Linked DNA regions of Sus scrofa: all the other regions are linked to region 2. Evidence: chromatin contacts called from public Hi-C data. All regions are on one chromosome and are shown on one strand. Each heading gives the region's core, a stretch centred on a gene start, on an enhancer-like site or on the middle of the called end of the contact. The rest is flanking DNA. Distances are from core to core; before and after follow the strand shown. Region 1 holds the start of ERCC1 (ERCC excision repair 1, endonuclease non-catalytic subunit). Region 2 holds the start of EML2 (echinoderm microtubule-associated protein-like 2). Region 3 holds the start of FOSB (protein fosB).

Evidence for each region. Hi-C and Micro-C count contacts between places; a contact is called where the count stands out from the background.
Region 1: a Hi-C map of subcutaneous adipose tissue shows a contact between it and region 2, with 1.8 times the contacts expected there. The contact joins the promoter of ERCC1 here to the promoter of EML2 in region 2. A contact is called at or near these places in 3 of 47 Hi-C or Micro-C datasets (epiblast stem cells, heart right ventricle and subcutaneous adipose tissue) and 1 of 2 datasets of contacts at active chromatin or transcription factors (alveolar macrophages).
Region 3: a contact with region 2 is called in a Hi-C map of epiblast stem cells, with 2.3 times the contacts expected there. The contact joins the promoter of FOSB here to the promoter of EML2 in region 2. A contact is called at or near these places in 1 of 47 Hi-C or Micro-C datasets (epiblast stem cells) and 1 of 2 datasets of contacts at active chromatin or transcription factors (alveolar macrophages).

What each region holds. Positions count from the first base shown.
Region 1 is chr6:51,796,879-51,801,519 of Sscrofa11.1, reverse strand. ERCC1 (ERCC excision repair 1, endonuclease non-catalytic subunit) reads left to right here and starts at 2,962. Exons shown (of 9, transcript NM_001159309.1): 1 at 2,962-3,212. The coding sequence starts at 3,120.
Region 2 is chr6:52,010,941-52,015,300 of Sscrofa11.1, reverse strand. It overlaps EML2 (echinoderm microtubule-associated protein-like 2), which reads left to right and starts at 1,908. Exons shown (of 22, transcript XM_021094571.1): 1 at 1,908-2,241. The coding sequence starts at 2,070.
Region 3 is chr6:51,833,591-51,838,190 of Sscrofa11.1, reverse strand. FOSB (protein fosB) reads right to left here and starts at 1,411. Exons shown (of 5, transcript XM_021094557.1): 1 at 1-1,411.

The DNA.
Region 1 (4,641 bases), core at 1,713-4,212, 210 kb after region 2:
CCATATGCTGCGGGTGCAGCCCTAAAAAGCAAAAAACCAAAAAAACCAAAAAAGGCAACCCCCCCAAAAAGCCAAAATCAGAGGAGTGATGGAAACAATGTGCTCATGGATATGAAAATGTGTCGATTTCCTGTTTTTTTTTTAATTAAAAAAATTTTTTTTGGTCTTTTTGTCTTTTCTAGGGCCACTCACTCGACATATGGAGGTTCCCAGGCTAGGGGTCTAATCAGAGCTATAGCTGCCAGCCTATGCCACAGCCGCAGCAACGCAGGATCCGAGCCGTGTCTGCAACCTACACCACAGCTCACGGCAACGCCAGATCCTTAACCCACTGAGCAAGGCCAGGGATCAAACCTGCAACCTCATGGTTCCTAGTCAGATTCATTAACCACTGAGCCACGACGGGAACTCAAATTTTAAAAATTTTTATTTATTTATTTATTTATTTGTCTTTTTGCCTTTTCTGGGGCCGCTCCTGTGGCATATGGAGGTTCCCAGGCTAGGGGTCTAATCAGAGCTGTAGCCGCCGGCCTACGCCACAGCCACAGCAACTCGGGATTTGAGCTGCGTCTGTGACCCACGCTACACCTCATGTCAACGCGGGATCCTTAACCCACTGAGCAAGGCCAGGGTTCCTAGTCGGATTCGTTAACCACCGAGCCAGGATGGGAACTCCTCAATTTCCTTGTAATTAATCCATCAGTTCAGTGCAATTCCAATCTTGGGCCCAATAGGATTTTTCAGAGAACTAGAAAAGCAGCTGCTAAAATCCATCTGGAAGAGAAAATGGACAAGAATGGTAAAGACAGATTTGAAACTGAACAGAGGTGGGGGGGTCTTGCCTTGTTGATATCAAAATACATCTAAATAAAGTAATTAAACAGTTTGGCATGGAGGCAAGGCACAGATGCAGAGATCAATGGAACATGATAGAAACAGCAGAGATAGATCTGTGTGTATGTGGGAATTTGGCTCATGATAAAGGTGGAATCTCAAAATTGGGAGCAGAACTGACTCTTAAAATAAATAGTATTGGGGAAGTTCCTTGGTGGCCTAGCGGTTAAAGGATGTGGTGTTGTCTTTCCTGTGTGGGTTTGATCCCTGGCCCAAGCTTCTGCTTGCCATAGGCAAGACCAAAAATAAAATAAAATAGAATAGAATAAACTAAAAGGCTCATATGGATTAAAGATAGAAACAAAATCAAAACTAGTAAAGTATTAAAAGTAATAATTGACTTTATTTATGAACTTGAGGTATGCAGAGTCTCTTAAACACACCAAAAGTGAGTCAGGATGGAAGAGATTGATAAATAGGTGCAAATAAACACTAAGAACTTCTTTTTTTGCTTTTTAGGGCCGCACCCTGCAGCATATGAAGCTTCCCAGGCTGGGAGTCGAATCAGAGCTACAGCTGCTGGCTTCCGCCACAGCCACAGCAACGCTGGATCTGAGCCTTGTCTGCGACCTACACCACAGCTCACAGCAACGCTAGATCCTTAACCCACTGAGCGAGGCCAGGGATCGAACCTGTGTCCTCATGAATGCGAGTCAGATTTGTTAACCACCGAGTCCCGATGGGAACTCTCAACACTAAGAACTTCTGTGTGACAAAGATAAATTATAAAATGCAAACCATAAGGATGCATTTGGAACATATGTAACTAACAATTAGAATTGGAATCTGTAAAGTACTCCTACAAATGAACAGTAATAAAAAAGGCATAAAACCCCATGAAAAAAATGGGCAAAGGATATGAGCAAGCAACTCACAGAAAACAAAGTGTTTAAGACCAATAAACTCACAAAAAAGTGTTCTCTCTTCTTAGTAATGAGAGAGTTGCTAGTTAGAACAGCGTGATACTATCCTTTCAGGAAATGACTAATACTAACTCATCAACCAGGTCTCTGCCCAGATGTCCTTTCCTCTAGGAAGCTCTTCCTGGCGTTCTGGCTGGGTTACGTGACCCCCTCGCCACCTCCTCCCTGGCCCTCTGGGGTCTCCTATCTCAGCCCTGCCCACCCTGGTTTGTCGCGGTTTGGGAACAGGTCTGCCCCTAAAAATGCGTTGTAAGCTCCAGGAGGGCAGAGCGGAGCTAACGTTATGATGGGTCACCGATGTGTCGCTAGCACTGCCTCACACATGGCTGGGAACAGGAAGGCCCTCCAGGAATATGTGTGGAATAAGGGAATGAATGAAGGGGGAAACAGGTCAAGTCAATGACAAAGCTGGGATTCAAACCCAAGTCTGTCCTGAGAGAGGAACCTAGTGTGGTTGATAGCCCGCCATCTCTTCTTCGCTAAGCCCTGTCCAGAGTCCGGGCACACAAGAAGCGTTCAATAAGGGCACTGAAAGCAAACTGCTTGGCATCGAGAGATGCTCAGACCCAGAGGCAGTGGGCTCTCTCCAACCCCAAACTCAGCAGTCCTCCAAAACCATAGAGAGCTGCGCGGGGAACGCCCCTCTCGATGCTCTCACCCTTAGGGGAACGTTGGGAGTTGGCTGGAGGGCTAGAGAGGCCGGAAGTGCAGCGAGCCCGGGGCCGCGCTGGCCGCGCCGGCGGTGGGACGCCTCGATCTCCCTCCAGTCTTCCCAATGCTCAGGGCCTAGGAGGTGAGTCCTCGGGGTGCTGCGACCACAGGACTGGGGCTAGAGGTGCGGCGGGTGGAGATAGCCTGTGGCGAGTGGCAGCCGCAGAAGCCAATCAGCCGTTTCAGTGGCTGAGTGATGGAGGAGATGGGGCGAGGGGAGGGCATCCAGGTGCGAGCCTTGAGGGGGCAGGGCGGTCGGAGGGTCGGGGACAGTGTGGTCGCACCTGGCAAACGGAAGGCGGAGAACCGTGAGGGCGGGGCGAATAAAAAAGTAGGGGCTCTGAGGCGCGAGGCAAACGGAAAGAGAGGCTCCGTAAGGGGCGGGGCGAGCCGGAGGTGGTGGGTGGATCGATGGGGCGGGGCCTTCGAGATACTGCGCGCAAGGTGTCTGGAGCTGGACCGTATGGACTCCTGGGATTTCGGAGTGGGGATGGCTGTGACTGGGTGTTCCTCCCGGGGTGATGGGAATGCCGATCTCGTACTTGCTGCCGATGCTACGCCTTCATTTTCAGACCCCAGAAGGACCTTGCGATGGACGAAGAGGGAGGCCAGAAGCCGGCTGCCTCACCCACAAGGAAGAAATTCGTCATACCACTGGACGAGGATGAAGTCCCTCCTCCTGGGGTAGGACTAGGAGATGAAGGGACTGCTAGGAGGCTTGGAGGGGGGCGGTCTGCGGAGAAAGGGGGACAGGATGGGGCCTTTGGGACCACAGTGTGGGTTAGAAAGTGTTGGGGCCTGGGTCACCTTGAGAAAACAGTCCTTTGCCCTCTGCAAGTCTCATTTTCTCTACCTGTAAAATGTCATGGTCAGGAGCGCTAAGGCAGAGGCCACAAACTGGCAGCTGGGCAATAGTCCTGCGATATGGTTTATGCAGCCAGCACCCTGGTTCTGCAAGGCATGAATTCATTGCTGATATTTAAGAATTGGAGGAGTTCCTGTCGTGGCTCAGTGGTTAGCGAATCCGACTAGGAACCATGAGGTTGTGGGTTTGATCCCTAGCCTTGCTCTGTGTGTTAAGGATCTGACGCTGCCATGAGCTGTGGTGTAGAGGTTGCAGACGTGGCTCGGATCCCGCGTTGCTGTGGCTGTGGTGTAGGCTGGCAGCTATAGCTCCGATTCGCCCCCTAGCCTGGGAACCTCCATATGCCACCGGAGTGGCCCTAGAAATGGCAAAAAGACAAAAAAAAAAAAAAAAAAAAAGAATTGGAAGGTTCGGAGTTCCCGCTGTGGCGCAGGGGGTTAAGAACAGGACGGCAGCAGCTAGGGTCGTTTTGGAGGTGCGGGTTGGATCCCAGACTGGATGCAGTGGGTGAAAGGAATTTCGCATTACTGCAGCTTTGGCTCAGATTCAGTCCCTGGCCTGGAAACTTCCATATAAAGTGGCTGCGGCCATTAAAAAAAAAAAAAAGAATAATTGAAAGTTTTTTTTTTTTAAAGTCTGCACCTTTGAGGAGTTCCTGTTGTGGCGCAGTGGAAATGAATCCGATTAGGAACCATGAGGTTGCAGGTTTGATCCCTGGCCTCACTCAGTGGGTTAAGGATCCCACGTTGCTGTGAGCTGTGGTGTAGGTCACAAATGCGGCTCAGATCTGGTGTTGCTGTGTCTGTGGTGTAGGCCAGCAGCAACAGCTTCGGTTCGACCTCTAGCCTGGGAACCTCCATATGCAGCGGGTGTGGCCCTAAAAAGACAAAAGACAAAAAATAAAATAAAAAAAGTAAAGTCTGGACCTTTGACCTCTTTTGGTAAATAAAGGATCTCATTCCCACAGCTAAGTACTGGCTGCTACCTATGTGCAATAAAGAAAAAGAAGGTAGGCTAAGGATATAGGGTGTGATGGGGAGAAGAGCTACCTTGAAACAGTCAAGGGAGGGCTTCTTGGAGGAGATGATGCCTGTGCAGGGATGTGCAAGAGATAAGAGAATGAGCTATGTGACGTCAGAGGGGAGAGGGAACAGCCAGTGCAAAGGCCCTGAGGTCAGAGAGAACCTGATAAGTTGTAGGGCTGCAAGGAGGCAGTGGGGCTGGAGTAGAGAAAGCCAGGGAGAAGAG
Region 2 (4,360 bases), core at 659-3,158:
GCGATTTACACCTGTGGCCTCCGTGGGGCTCATGGAGGATACAGTGACAAACGGCCAACATCTTCCCGCAGCCCTGGAGGTCCTCTTACCTCCCTGACGTCATCTATCTCCTGCTCTCCTCTTCCTCCACAGCTCCATCCTCACTGTTGTTCTCGTTGCCCCAGGAATATGCCAAAGTCACAGCTGCCTCTGGACCTTTGTACTTACTCTTCCCTCTGCCTGAAAAGCTACCTCCCACCTCCCGTCCATGTGTGATTCTTTCATGCTTGTCACTCACTTCTCAGCTCAAATGTCACTTCCTCAGTGACCCCGGTCTCCCTAAATTGCCTCATCCTCTCATCTTTCACCATATCACTCGCCTTATCTCTGTAATGCCAAGGGCTGAAATTATCTTACTGGCTCCGTGCCTATTTCTTCATCTGTAGAATGGTGATGAAAATAGGGCTTGTGGTGAAGACAACTAAGCGCTTGGCACATAGCAGTGCTCCATAAGTGTTAGCTGGTGTTATTTGTTTTGTCTGTTTTGGTTTACCATCTGTACCAACTGCAAGGTCCATGAGAGAATACTCTGGGGCTGACTTGCTACTGACACTCCAGGACCTAGAACAGAGTTTGGCACATACGAGGCACTCAGTAAACTTTTTTTTTTTTTTTTTTTTGTCTTTTTAGGGCTGCACCTGAGGCACATGGAAGTTCCCAGCTAGGGGGTCCAATGGGAGCCATGGCCGCAGGCCTATGCCACAGCCACAGCAAGGTCAGGTATGAGCCACATCTGTGACCTACACCACAGCATGTGGCAATGCTCCCACTGAGCGAGGCCAGGGATTGAACCTGCATCTTGATGGATACTAGTCTGGTTCTTAACCTGCTGAGCCACAACGGAACTCCCAGTAAACACTGTTAAACGATATGACCTCACACTTTCCGGATGTGGAAACAGGTTCAGGGTCACAACCAGAAAGTGGTGGAGTCAGGATTCAAACCCAGGTCAATCTGGTTTCAAAGCCCTGGGCTTCCAAGGTCTGCCTGTGTCAAAGGCAAGTCTTTTCTGCTTTGGGCTCCTGCCTATAAAGCACGGTCTGGGTCACTTCTAGGGGTTGAGCTTCAGTGGGGACTTGGGGAAGGTGGTCCAGTATTCTTTAAATCCATTGTCAGGTTTTGTACCCTCCCCTCTTCCTCCAGCTTCCGAGACTGCTCCGACTGACACCGCCAGCCGGCCAGGCATCACAGCTGTGCCTGCGTCAAAACCCGGACTGGATAATAAGGTTGTGGAAGATGAAGGCTGTAAGGGAGGAGCTAATGGTCTGGGGCTGCGGATAAAGAAGTGGAAGGAAAGGTTAAGGAGGGACTAAGAGACTTGGGGGGAGGGATCTAAACTCCAGGGGTCGAGCCAATTCTATCCGGAGGCCGGGTCAAGGCTGCTGGACTAAGTACCATCCTCCTGAGATGCTTAGGGGGCGGTGCCAAAGGCTCTGGGGGCGGGAATGGAACTTTAGCTCCCGGCGGGATTCTGGGGGTGGAGCTTAGCACCCCGGGGGCGGGTACAGATAGAATAAACAAGAGCTCTAAGAAATAGGCTTGAATAAGAGTTCCAGGGCGGAGCTAGTGGATATCTAGGTGGATTTGAGGCTTTAGGGTCGGGCTCTCGTCTTGCAAGGGGGATTTTTCGAAAATCCAGAAAAAGATGAGGGAGGTTTGGGCAAATATGGAAGTGTCTTCTCCCACCTTAGCTTCCTCTAAAAGCCAGGGGCTACGCTTCAGGCTGAAAAGCAGAGAAGGCCCTGCCCCTTCCAATCCTTCTGCATCCCTGTTGGCTGAGGGGCCTGCGCGACAGGTTCTCATTGGTCCTGAACAGGCGAGGAAGGGGTCTAGAGAGAATACGCGCCTGTTGTGGGCGGGACCAGACAGTACCGAGGGGGATCTCAGCTCAACCAATCCCGGCCTGAGGATTGTGTTGGGGGGCCTGGCAGGAGGTGTCCCGATCCCCCCTTTCTGGGCATCCTGGGGGATGACCCCGGTGCCAGGCCCGGCGCCGGCCGCCTGATGCCGCCGGGCGGGCAAAGCCCGGGATGCTGGAACGAAGGGCGTTGCTATGGCAACGGGAGGCAGGGCCTGGGGGGGAAGACCGGGCCCGAGCTGGGGCCGGGGGGGCCGGCAGTGGCTGTGGCGGGGTGATGGCGGAGCGCGGCCCGGCCTTCTGCGGCCTTTACGACACATCCTCGCTGCTTCAGTACTGCAACGGTGAGACCCCTCCTCAGTTCCAACCCTGGCCCCGCCCAGGGCTCGACCTATCGCCTCTTGCCCCAACCTTCTTCCAAATCCCCATCCTTGCCGCTTGCTGAAGATTCTCCTTTCTCCCCAGCAGGACCCTGACCCCAGAGCAAAGTCCCTGATCCCCAAAGCCCTGATCCCTGTCCTCCACGCTCTTTGGCCCTCCCCTTTTTCGGAGGTGGCTGAACCGGGAGAAGGGGCAGAACCTCCGGGAGACTGGGGTTGAAGGAGGAGAGGCCTGAAGGTCTGGAACTCTGCCCTCCCTATCCCCTCTCATTGCTCTGGGACCCTCCCCCTTCTCCCTGGCAGAGGGACACATTAGGGGGAGAGTGGCATTTAGTGTTGGCTTGTGGGCTGGGTGTGGGACCAGGAAGGATGACCAGAGGACTTTGCCTCTGCTATAGCCCCCAAATCCTCAGGCCCCGCCCATCCCACCCATTAGGACTCACCCCTTCTCCCTAACAAATGGGTGTGATGCAAGAAGGGCCACTGTGGGTGTCAGGCCCATGTGAGGGGAGCTGGAGGCAGAGGGGAGGAGGGACGGGAGGAGAAGTGGGAAGTGGGGGCCGGATTCTGGGCAAAAGGGCTGGGAATGGTCAGGAGGGAGCTGAGGACCTGAGTCAATGTGGGTGGGGGGTGGGCAGGCCAAGGCCTCAGAATGCGGCTGGCTCTCTGGATGGGTGCTGAAGGGCCAAGGAGAAAGCTTCTCTATTTCACTCAGGGGGTCCCTGAGAAGAGCTGTCTTGCATTTGCAGGCTTATTCCCCTGGGTACGCACCCCAGTGTCAGGGACCACTGGAGTTAGCAGAGGACCGGAATGCTCATTTTGTCCTCCTCTGCCCTCTCATGGGCAGGCTAACAGGTGCCTAAGCCTGGGTCAGGTACATGTTTTACTGCTGAAAGGCTGTGTGTCCATGCACCAGTAATTTCATCTCTCTGGGCCTCAGTCCCCTTCCAACTTCTCTCCTCCTAAAATGGGTAAAACACCACAGCTACTAGAGTTACTGGGTGTCCTGGGTACCATAGTAGCAGTTAATTATATTCCAGATTTACTGAGCACATAGAAGAGCCAGGTAAGGTGTTAAACGTTTTGCAAGAAGAGCGCCTGCCACATGTAAGCTCCCTATATCAGATCTCACTTTGGGGTAGTATTATTAATAGTAGCTAAGAGGGGTCTTGGCACATCGACGTGATTGTACCCTCCTGTACTTCACCTCGTGGCTGTGTGACCTCTGGGGAGTCTCTACGCACTCCCCCAACCTCCGATTCAGTTTCCTTTTTCGCAACAGTACCCTGAGATTACTCCTCTTATAAGTTCCGAGTCCTGATGTCTGGCTCTCTCCCTCGGATCCCCAGAGGCCCCCACCTTCTAATGCAGGTCCAGGCACCGGACCAGAGAGGCACTGTGTGGGGGGCAGGGCAGGCAGGGCCGGGCAGACGATTGGGCCGCGGGGTGAGGGGGAGGGACAGACGGCTGCACTGCGGAGCCCAGCGGCAGGGCGGGGCGGCCTACGGACACGGGATGGCAGGTGCCTCCATGCCCTGTTCCCGTTAATGCTACCACCTTTACTTCCCATCAACTCGGAGCCAGGTCTTCCTCAGTTACTGCCAGCAATGAGTCTGGGTATGCGTGGTCTGGGAAAGGTGGGGACCACCCTGGTCCTCTGCTCCTCCCACTTCGGGAAAATGTGCGGGGGGGTGGGGGGCGCGAGGCGGCGGGAGATGGAGGAGGAGTTATTTGGCTACACCCCAGGCCTGGAAACAGGGGCGTGGGGTACAGAAGCTAAATAAATTAGGGAAAATAAGGAAGGGAAACAGGGGGAAAGCTCCGTTTGGGGGAGAGAGTTTGAGTGTCAGATCTCCGGGGTTATCTTCCTTCCATGGGTCTCGGGTCTTTGATGTGCTGCCTGCACCTCGCAAATCTGCCGCCAGGGGCCGCTGAAACCCTGTCCTTGTAGCAGGCTCCAGGGTCGAACACTTTATAAAAATTGTTATTATTTGTCTTTTTGCGCCGTACTAACGGCATATGGAAGTTCCCAGGCTAGGAGTCGAATGCAGGCCTACCCCCGCAGCCACAGCAACGCTGGATC
Region 3 (4,600 bases), core at 162-2,661, 180 kb after region 2:
GTCCGGGGTGAGCCGAGCGCGTCCCCCAAGTGCGCTGTCCGGGGAAACTCGAGGTGAGAGCAGCGTCCCGCTCCAACAATGGCAAAGTTTCTGTGTAATTCCTTTGCGGTGCCCAGGCCCCCACAAGATGCCGCTGTGCCTCCTGAAAGTCCCGGCTCCGTAGGACCAAGGGGCGATGGGGGATCGCTCCCCCAGGGGTGGAAAGCTCAGTCCTGCTGTACAGAATCTGCTTCGGGAGTGGTCCCCTCCACGCGTCCGGCGGGTCCCACAAGGGGGAAGGGAGTAATAAAGAAGACGAAAAAAAGTAAGTAGATCCTCCAAAAGAAAATGTAGAATTATCTAGAAGAAGCCGTCCAAAAACTTTCCGGAAAAAAAATAATAAAGCGAATTTCACAGCCCCCAAGAAGAAGAACCACAACAATCAAGTCCCAGCTCCGTGTGTCCCTGCCTTGGCCGTAGCTCTCAGTCTTATGAATGAAGCCCAGAGCAGCCTGTATTTATATGCCCGGGGCCCGGCCCTCTGCTTACGTCACCTGTCCGGCACTTCACAAACTTCTCAATATCTCCGGCCCTGGGAGCCGAGCCCCGCACCGACCGGTAAGAGGTCTGCCCTAACTTCGATCTGATCACCTGTATCACCCTTGTTGCCCTGGGGGTCTTGGGGGCTGCGTTCTGGAGCACTCGGCGGGAGGGGATCCCGGCCTGGTCTCCCCAAAGTTCCTGTGACGCAATTAGCCATATAAGGAGCTCGGCGCGAGAGGCTGAGTGTTTGTTTGGTATCCTAGCAATTACGTCAGAGGGAATCCCTCGCTAGCTCGCGCTCGCCTCGCGCGCCTGCGGAACCCGCCCGCGCCTGCGCAGTGCGGCGCCGCCCTGGGGGCTGGTATTAATAGGCTATTAAGCTGGTCCTGGGTAGGACCCCGGCGGAGAAGACCCCAGACCCCAGCTGGGGGGCGGAGGTCCCCTTTCACTTCTGGCTGCCGCTCCCACTTGTGGTGGTGCGGCGCCCTCTCTCGGGAGGAAGGTCGGCTCTTTAAAGGGAGACCCAGGCTAGTGTCGTGTGGTCACATAGGCGGAGAAACTGAGTCCAGAGCTGAGAGGGAGGAGCTGTGATGCTCCAGGTGAAAGTGGAGGTGGGAGTGGAGTCCCGAGGCTCCTACCAGCTTGTGCCCCGACTGGTTGTTCGCGCTTGAAAAATGGATTTCCTTTCGGAGCTTCAGCTTCACTTTTCCCAGAGTGGGGGGCAAAGGATGTGTGTCTTGGACCCTGCCGCCAGTCCCGCCCCGCCAAGGTTCAGCATTTGGGAGATACGCGAGTTTGGAGGGGATGGGTAATGAAACTCAGGGCGAAGTGTCCCTGCTGCTGATGGTGTGATTAATCTCTCCTTTCTGCTTTATAATCCTGTCTGCAATCAGAAAGAATGGGGGGGCATAATAAATAATAGTAGTCATGATGCTAATAGGTGCCATGAATTACCAAACCAGCTCTGTATTAAGCCTTTCAATACAATATTTACAGTTCTTAAAACAGCTTTGCATGGGTAAGAGAAGAAAATCCTCATTTTATAAAAGAGAAAATGATAGAGAAGTTGCAGCTTGCCCAAGATCCCATCGCAAGAAATGCAAACCCAGAATTCCTATTCTCTTTCTGAGTTCTGAGAACTGCCTGGTTCAGTGAAACGCCCTGAAAAAAGCCTGGGTGTTGGGATTGTTTGAGTAACAGCTTCTACTGATAGAAGTTACAAGTCTTGCAAACCTACCCCTGTCCGCTCACAGTGTACACTGTTATAACGCAGGCTTAGAGGGGCAAATTGCTTACCTGGCCACCCAGTTTGGAAATGGGTTCAAGAGTCTAATTAGGGTATTTCAGACACCACAGCCTCCATCTCTTAGGCACCCGCCTGTACAGATCTCACCAGCTGCTTCATAAACCTGGGTTCCTGGCACTCCCCTCTCAGGGCACAGAGGGAGAAGCACTTTAAAACTGTGGAATTCCCACAGGCCCAGAGATGGGGAGGACCTGCCTCATCATCACATAGCAGGTCTGAAGCGGAGCAAGAGGGCTTGGGTGGTTCCTGACTCCTAGGACGTTTCGATTCCCTGTCCCAGTAGTGGGGAGGGGGGAGGGGGCTGCGGAAGGCCAAAGGGGCATGGGGGCAGCACAGGGAGGTTGAGTTTTCCAGACAAAAGCCCAGCCTCAAACACCTTGTTCCTCCACGCCCCCTCTGTCTGTCACCAGTCTGGGAGTAGGGACAGGGACGAGGAGATGACACAGCAACCACCAGCAGGCAGTGACTCGGCCCCAGCATCAGACAGGGAGTGACCCCTCGTTCCTGTGCCATCCAAGCCCCTCATCTCCTCTCCCACGGAATAAGGGAGACACACCAGTACCTACCCTGGCCGCCCGGAGGCCTTCACACCCTGGCCCAGGTGGCCCCTGCATCCCCACAGCAGCCAGCACGTACTCACAGGGTCACACCCAGGCATTCAGACATTCACCTCCAGGCAGCAACACACACACGGCCACATGGAGAAACAGATTCCACACACACACGCACACACACACCTTCATGTGGTTCCCAACACATGTGACACTATCCTCACTACAGATGCACATGGGTGCTCTTCATACACAATTACAAGAGTTAGTTCTTCCGAGCACTCATATTAACTTATTTAATTCTCACAACACTACTCTGAAGTAGGAACTATCATTTTTCAGGCAAGGAAACGGAGACCCAGAGAGGTGAAGTCACTTGCCTAGAGTCACACAGCAAATTAGTGGTGGAGCTGGGATAAAAATGTAGCCTATGGGGCTTAAGAGCCCATGCTTTTAATTATTGTTTAGTAAGTTATGAGAGTTCCTGTTGTGGCTCAGTGGGTTATGAACCCAACTAGTATCCATGAGGATGCAGGTTCGATCCTTGGCCTTGCTCAGCAGGTTAAGGATCCCGAGTTGCCCTGAGCTGTGGTGTAGGTCACAGACACTGCTCAGATTCCATGTTGCCATGACTGTGGCATAAGCTGGCAGCTCTGCTCCTATTCTCTGACTCGACCCCTAGCCTGGGAACTTCCATATGCTGCGTATGTGGCCCTAAAAAGACTAAATACATAAATAAGTAAAATCAGTTACATATGTCAATACATTCACATGCAGATGGTCACATTCATACGGACACTGGGCATTCACCGCCCCCGCCAAACAGGCAGACCCAGAATCTAGGTGGCCTGGCCTTATGTGCTGGCCCCACCACTTAGTAGTTGGGTGAACTTGAGCTAGTCCTGTCTGGAGATTCAGTTTCCTTGTCTGGGAAAGGAGAGCGGGCATAGTGCCCAACTCATGGAGTTGGTGAAGCATTATGTGAAGTAACGCTCCTGGGACGTGCCTGGCACATCGTAGAGGTTTGTTTGGTTTTTAAAGCAAAGCCACCCTGACCTTTGCAGATGTAGACCTTCTAACATGTCACCTGACACAGAGCTACATAGGATCACATTATAGCTTTCGTGGGTCCTGGGCACTCTTGCCTTTGTGGGCCTCTTTCTCCATAAAGACATCTTTAAAATTACTTTTCATCACTTTGTTGGTATTAAAAAATATCCTATAGTCTAACATTTTATTTGACCCAGAAGTTCAGTTTTTCTTTGATTTTAAGAGATTAGGAGTTCTTGCTGTGGCGTGGTTCACAGCTGTGGCTGGAATTCACTCATTGGCCTGGGAACTTCCATATGCCACAGATTCAGCCAAAAAATAAAATAAAAATAAATAAATAAATAAAATAAACATTTTCATGGACCCTTAACATTGTGATGGGCCCTAGTACCATGCCCTTTGTGCCGAAGGGAAAAATTGGCTCTGGAGACACACACACACCCACACCCACACACACACACTCATACACAGAGTCTCACTCAAATACACACATGGACGTGCACACCCCGCACACAGAGCATGGGGTGGCCAAGGCAGGTCTTTCCCCATGAGGCTCAAGCCCAGGGAGCTTCCAGGACGAGGAGGACTTGAGGGTGGGGGAGGGCAGGATCCCTGCTCCGTCTCCCGAGGTCTTGGCTCTGCATGGGGGGGGGGCTTCTGCCCCGACAGGGTGGGGCTGGGGGGGCAGTGGCAGCTCTTTGCTCACAGCATCCTGTAAACAGTCCTGGGGCCCGATTCTGCCAAAGGGAGCCCTCAGCCCATCTTGCCATTCTTTTGGCTAAACCCTTTCTACTCTGTTCCTCAGTTTCCCCATCCATAGGGCGAGAAGGAAGGTTGACGGTGCACTCTGGAAGTTCTTTCTGGTTCTGAATTTTATTCATAAAAATGAGGAGGAGGGTTCTGTAGATAAAGGCTTAGCTCCGCTCAGAGCTTTCCCGCGCCTTATCCCCGTTCACCCTCACGCCGCATCGGCCCCGTAAGTTGCTTCTGCTCTTGTCCCCGTAGTAGAGAGTAGGAAACCGGGGCGCAGGGAGGTTCCGCCTGAGAGCAGGGCTTCTCAGCTGTTACTGTGATCACAAATCAGCCGGGCACTCTGGTTACAGTGCACATCTGGTGCAGTCTTTTGCATTTTCAGGTGGCCCCTGGGTGATGCCAAGGCTCTGGCTCTAAA